2 separate regions of the Zea mays genome follow, and region 1 is linked to region 2. Evidence: chromatin contacts called from public Hi-C data. All regions are on one chromosome and are shown on one strand. The core of a region is the stretch at or near the end of the contact, and the rest is flanking DNA. Distances in the headings are between cores, read along the strand shown. Region 1 holds the start of LOC100284070. Region 2 holds the start of LOC100191612 (60S ribosomal protein L6-like).

What was found. A called contact is a pair of places that touch in the nucleus more often than the background predicts.
Region 1: a contact with region 2 is called in a Hi-C map of leaf, with 7 times the contacts expected there. The contact joins the promoter of LOC100284070 here to the promoter of LOC100191612 in region 2. A contact is called at or near these places in 3 of 25 Hi-C or Micro-C datasets (ear, leaf and tassel).

Annotation. Positions count from the first base shown.
Region 1 is chr4:133,571,249-133,574,740 of Zm-B73-REFERENCE-NAM-5.0, forward strand. It overlaps LOC100284070, which reads right to left and starts at 1,927. Exons shown (of 8, transcript NM_001156968.2): 1 at 1,569-1,927; 2 at 1,352-1,493; 3 at 913-991; 4 at 676-800. The coding sequence starts at 1,786. LOC111591490 (U12 minor spliceosomal RNA) reads left to right here and starts at 2,199; the gene lies at 2,199-2,356.
Region 2 is chr4:133,178,251-133,181,665 of Zm-B73-REFERENCE-NAM-5.0, forward strand. It overlaps LOC100191612 (60S ribosomal protein L6-like), which reads right to left and starts at 2,101. Exons shown (of 4, transcript NM_001137041.1): 1 at 1,827-2,101; 2 at 1,628-1,734; 3 at 357-538; 4 at 1-289. The coding sequence starts at 2,041. The coding sequence ends at 134.

The DNA of each region.
Region 1 (3,492 bases), core at 677-3,176, 390 kb after region 2:
GTTGTAACTTGTGTGGTTGAACTTATGTTGTTGAACTTGATCTGTTTCCTTTTATGCTATTTGGTTTTTGAACTCAAGTACTCAACTTATGTATGAACTTATTCAATATTTGAAGTTCTATGTCAAGTTTGAAAAGACGTTTCAACGTTTGTTTCACCGTTTAAATGTTAAAAAGGCGGTTCATAACGTTTTACCGCTTTAATAACCATGCTTTTTGGTTTACAGTGAGCAATGGAAATGCAAGCTTAGATAGCAGCACGCAAGATGTTCTTATGTTCCCAAAAAAGAAATGGAGCCAGCATATGGTAATCGTCAGTGTTTATGGTTTAAAATACAACAAAAAAGTGATGCAATTTGAATTTAGAAAATTTGGACAACCACCACTGCGTCAAACACCAGTCTGCTCTTTTACCACATGGTGCCCCAATGACAGGTGGGTCCTGGTCCATCTGTCATTGAGACATCCAGTACTAAAATAGCGAAGTGGAGTTTGACCTTGTTGTATGTTTGCAAAATCCTGTTAGATTTTTATCATTAGAAAATCAAGCTGTTTTCATAGCAAAATGAACGTCACGGACAAATCTAGATAATTGGACAGATAAGTGCAGTTCATCAACTTGTTAAAATGCTTAGCCATATGTAGGTATGGCATAACATGTGAAACCAGTTACATACCTGAGTTATCATTTCCTTCACAAGCTTCCAATGAGGTTGCTCATCAAAATTTGTAGAAAATGTAAGAAGTGGGCGTGACCCTTTCAGATGGTTACCGGTAAGCTTCAACTCCTCCATGGTGTGAACTACAGTAAACATCACATCGTGATTAATTGTTAGCTCATCACAAAAGCATACATGTTATAGACTGCAGTGCATAAGACTGCCAATGTAAGTACCATTTGGGCCATAGCATACCAGCATTAACTAGAAATTTTACTGATGGTCCTCCAGGAGACTTCACCATCCAAAGGTAAAGATCCTTCTGTTTTCTGCACTGTAATACATGAAGGAAAAAACTTCACCCACATAATTCAATAAGCTAACAGAACTGAGAAGTATAATGCATACATATATTGAACAATTATAATTGTGGGATGGCGGATGGCACAAATGCAGTCAAAGAAAACATCCATTGCCCAGTAGAGAATTTAGAACCAGAGCAAAATGGAAGTTGCTTCCTCAATACATGGGATCCCAGAGAACATCCATAGAACGAAAGCATGGACCAAAACCCAAGCTTGAGATTAAGAGTTGCGATTTATACAGCTTGTTCCCGCGCGTAAGCAGCCACCGTCATGTCAATGCTAACAAGATCCTCACCGTGCGGGGTGGAAGCAGAGTAGAAGATCTATACCTCGAAGAAAAGGCAGCTGGAGCAGCTCCTGAGCTCAAGGAGCTCGTTCAGCGCGTTCCCCTTGCTCTGCTTCGACTCGACCTTGCTGTCCTTCTTCGCATGCGGGAGCAGCGACAGCACGTCCTGCATCAGGTGCCGATACCTACGCCGAGCACGCACGCGTGAACGGAATCACCCATCTCACAAGACTGCAAGCGGAAAAACAGGGAGCACTCACCTATACGTGATTCGGCGGGAGCAGGTGATGAGTACCTTCTCCCTGTTCCGGAACGGCGCCACCGCGGCCTCGGCGCCCGCGGAGGCGGGCTCGGCGTCGGGGACCAGGTCCTTGAAGCCGAAGAGCGTGCGCTCCGGGCGCGCCGGCGCGGAGTCGTCAGGCTTCTCTGCGCCGGCCGCCTCTGCGGGCGCGTCGGTGCGCTTCCGCTTCTTCGCCATGGCACTAGGTGCGCTTCCGCGTGTGCTCGAATGCGCGGCGGCGAACGGTTAGGGCCTGAAAGGAGCAGGCGCGGGGTGGCGAGCCGAGCACGACGGCGAGCTAGGGTTTAAGCCGCTCGGGCGCTTGTGGCCTGGTTGTTGGGAGGGAGAGAGGCGCGCATCAAGTAGGCCTGATGGGCCAGGATGGCCGTAGCAGTGCTTATCCATAGCAGGCCAGGCCGAGACGGTCCTGTAAGTAGGCCAGGCTTTAAATAATAAACAGTTTGGAACCAGAGCCCCGCGGAGGAGGTAGCGCACACGAGAGACGAGGGAAGTAAATCGTTCCGAGGAAGAAAGTCCCACACTGGCTAGTAGCGGATGCGCGCACTTGTGTGGATGGCATATATAGGGGGTGGGGTGCTAGCGTAGAACCTTGCCTTAAACTAATGAGTAAGGAAAACAAAGCGCTGCGGTGAGAGCCGCTCGCAGTGCGGGGTCAAAACCTGCACCGCAATTTTTGAAGGGGGAAGAGGCTGGCGCGGGTATTGACACTGCCTTACTTTGCAGGACTTGCCTGTGCGGGCCTCCCCACCCGCCAAACCAAATTGTAAATTTTGAATGCATCTTTTTAAGATTTTAAAATTAAAACTAAAAAAATAATTATTTGTTGCTAAAAAATTTACATAGTTTTGATCTAAATGATGACATTTTCTTAGGATTTCCTCTTTTTTAAAAAATCCAATTCTTAATCTTTTTAAACTAAAAAACTATGTACTGTTAAAACAAATTTACATAATTGATCTTTAAAAAACAATTTAGGACTGCCTTCTTTCTAGAAACATCCAATTCTATGTGATATACTAGTTAGTTTTGCTTTAAGCAGAACACGGAAAGGGGTCATACATTTGTGATTTGTTTTAAATATAAAACGGGCGGGAGGGAGAAGGGGTGATGTGATTTGTTTTAAATATAAAACGGGAGAGAGAAGGGGTGATGACGGTCGAAATTATATTAAATTTTACTCATTTGATTATGGTTATAGGTGTGCTTCTGGCCGGGCTAAAAGGGACATTTTTGGCCGATCCAAGTACGTCACGAAGTTTGACGGGCCAGGTCAGACACGCCATGATATACGGGCCGCGCTATGGGCCAAAAATTACTGCAATACGGAAAAAGTACTACTTAAAATTCCAAACTTTGTGCTAACAGCCAAACATATCCCAAGCTAATATGATAGATTTAATTATATGTTATGAACTCTTTTTTGTCACAGCATGTACCTAAAAAATATTTAAAAACATGAATTAAGAAAATAAACATTTGTGCGGATACCCCAAGTGTGATTGGACTCTCTCTGTTCTAAGTTGTATGTGGTTCTACTTTTGTATTCAAGTCAAACTTCAATAACTCTGGCCAAGTTAAAAAAACACCAAAATCCACACCATAAAATTAGTTTAATTAAACCTACTATGAAATATGTCTTGATAGTGCATTTATTTTGAAATTATAAATGTCAATATATTTTTTCTATAAACCTAGTCAAAGTTAGATAAGTTTGACTTAGGATAAAACCAAAACAATCTACTATTTGGAACATAGAAAACAGTAATTAATAACTTAATTAGTCACGATACAAAGTCAAAGAAGCACATAAGGAAGTGAACACCATGTTTTACATTATTTTATCACAGACATCACAATATCTTATTGTTAGAACATAATGATAC
Region 2 (3,415 bases), core at 851-3,350:
ATAGAACTTTCTTAGATCTTATAATATTTGGCAGGAAGACTTCAACCACAATGAAACATTCGCTACTGGTACAAAACTCAGAAGTACAAGAACACAGACAAAACAGCTTCCTCCGAACTCCAAAACTAAGAGCTTAGAAGACCATCTCATGGGGCTTGTCACCATCCCTGAGAGAGAACCGGGCGCCAAGATAGGTTTTCAGCTCCGGAACAGCCTCAATAGCCTTGATCAGAGCAGAATCCACAGCCTTCTGGTCATCCTTCTTGAAGTCAGGCAGTGACTTGGATGCCTGCAGATTCAACAGATATGAAGCAAGGGTCGACAAAATAATGGATCTTTTTTACTCAGACACCTACCTCCTTTTCTGTCTCAAAAAGTTCGCCCTCGGTCTTCTTCACCTTCTGCTTCTTCTCCCTGGCAAAGTACTTGTCATCAAACTTGGCGACATCAACACCAGAGATGTCAACTTTGGTTGATGTAGCAATGACATAGGTCTGGTTCACACGGCGGATCGGTACTCCATTGATCTTGAAAGGCCCTGAAAGATAACAGAAACGCAAACTAATGACAGGAAAAGAATATCAAGTAGAACAGGATAGGAAAAAATACAACTCTTTTGAATGCATGAAGAGAGAGCCATGCAGCTAGACAGGCAGGAGGGTAAGGTTGTAACGGTGAACAGAAGCATTCTAACAACTTTAACTAAAAGTAAAGGGCAGACCCAGTGCCAGAGGCCCACATGAGTGGAGTTGAGGAAGGGATAAACAGAAGCAAGCCTTACCACTGCAAATGCACGGAGGCTGCTTTGAACCCGTGACCTATGATTTTAATAAGACAGCTCCCACCACTGCAACAGGCCTACCCTTGTAACTTCAACTAAAAGTAATTTTATAAATCCAAACAATAGTAGTCTTCATTTACAGTATTTAAACTATATAAGAAAGTTGTTTCCAGCAAGTCAAAGACATGAAAATGCAGATAGTCCAACAGTCTATTTTTTAACCATGTGACAGTGCCATCAAAGAACCAATGCTTAGGCATCACGTGTGTATGAGGGCGCAAATGCACTATAAGGTCAAGAGCTGTTGCGTATGATGCTACTATGAGCCTTGAGGGTAGGGCTCCAGCAAATAAAAAAACACAGAAATCATCATCCGTTTCTCTCTCAGCTCTCGCATTCTGGTGGCCGAGACTCTACCTTCCTCACAAATATTTATTTGCTGAAGCCAGGTCTTAGGTAAGGTTATAAACTTTCTGGGCCAAGACCCTTCTTTGGACCTCGTCTGCAATGTATAAGGACTGGTTTGGTGACAAGGGAATTGGAGGGGGAGGAAATCCCTTGCTATTCAATTTTGAATAGCATGAAATTTCCTCCCCTCCAATTCCCTTGTCACCAAAACCTGGATGCCCTTATATCACGCATGCAGGTCCCATAGTCCAGACTGAATTCGGATTCTTTAAAAACTCAACTATAATGTGCAGTTGCAAGACAATCACACGTCGTCACACCAGACTCTACAAATAATATAGTTCACAGATTGAGCCAACCAGCGCGTAAACATTTACATCTATCTTTCAACTCAAAACTTATGCTGTGATCAGAGGCAGCGAACCAAGCGTGGCTCACCAGAGATAAGGAGCAGGCCGGACTTGAGCTGCTTGAGAAACACCACTCTCTTCCCCATGAAGCGCCCTGCGAGGAGGATCAGCACCGTCCCAGGCGTGATGCTCGACCTGCACAAAAGAATGGCAAGTGGAATCAAATCTCCAAGCAAAATAAATACGAACACCACGCGGGCTGCGACTTGAAGGAATGGCTTGGGCACCTGAGCTTGGTAGGCTTAGGCTTGCGGGTGCTGGGAACGCGGGGCTTGACGTCGTCGGCAGGGTAGAACTTGGGTTCCACGGCGGCGGCGGCCTTGTCGGCCTTGGGGAAGGCGCCGCCGTTCTTGGCCTTGATGGCCCACAGCCCACGGCGATGGTACGCGTGCGACCGCGAAGCGCGCTTGATGCCCGTCGACAGCTTCGACGTCGGCGCCATTGGATCGAAATGGTACGAGGCACAGCTTCGGATCGGGACTGGGGGCGGCGGGCGAAAAATGGAAGCGACGGTTTGGTCACGGCATATATATCTGTGCGGCGGCTTACAGGTGGAAACCCTAGGTCGTCGGGCTCCTCCGCGTGTAGTAGTGGGCCTAATTGTTGAGGCCCATGCACCTCACGAAATATTTTCCGTTCAAAAAAACTATTTTGTCTTCATCAACTATCACAAAAGTTTAATTGTTTCTTCTTCAACTATAAAATTAATACAACGCGTTCCTTCTCTATCTCTATCTCTACCCTTTAAATCATTCTTTAAAGCACGAAAGTTTCATGTATCCTATGTTACACGCAAAACATGTAGTTCTATTTTTCTCCAACATGTCATAAGCTAACAGCCCTAAAGGTCTTATCTCTTTCATACGCAACTAACCTAAGATAAGACTCGTATCACCATAGACGATATCGAGCAAGTTATCCTTCTGGCCTCTGACTCGCCAACCAGATAGACTCTTCTACATTGTCATCTCCTTCGTGCGAGGAAACCACCTCCGGACGTCAAGAACAAAAAAAAGGTTAAATCTAAATTCAACTGCACTCCATTTAACTATTCTTGTATTTCTCACAACTCGAATGTCCAATTGCTTTCTATTCCTCTTGGCAAACCTCCTCGTTTTGATGGAGAGGATTATTCTTGGTGGAGCCATAAAATGTGTAGTCATCTTTTTTTCTCTCCATCCTAGCATTTGGGATATGGTAGAAAATGGAATGCAAATACCAGATATTGATGATGAGATTTTTGATGATATAGAAGTAGAATAATTAATTCATAGAAATTCCCAGGCTACCACTGTTTTGCTAGCTTCTCTATGCAGAGAAGAATACAACAAGGTAAATGGCTTGGAGAATGCCAAAGAAATCTGGGATACATTGAAGATCTTGCATGAAGGAAACTTGATTACCAAAGTAACCAAGATGGAGCTCTTCGAGGGTGAACTTGGGAGGTTTGCCATGAAGAAGGGCGAAGGGCCACAAGAAATGTACAACATGCTCAAGCCCCTAGTGAACCAAGTGCAGAACTAAGGAAGGAAGAGATGGATGGATCATGAAGTTGGTGGACTCATGTTGAGGTCATTTAATGTTAAAGATCCTACTCTTATTTCTTTAATCCGTGAGAACCCCAGGTACACTAAGATGGTGCCCGAGGAGGTGTTTGGAAAATTTGTTAGCCATCAAATGGTGGTTAAAGATGCCAAGTACACCGACGACATCGCCAATGGGGACACCCCTCCAATGAATCGCAAGTCATTGCTTTCAAAGAAATGAATGATAGGGAGGCGATCCTCAACAAGGTGGCTCAAGTTGAGGCAGCCGG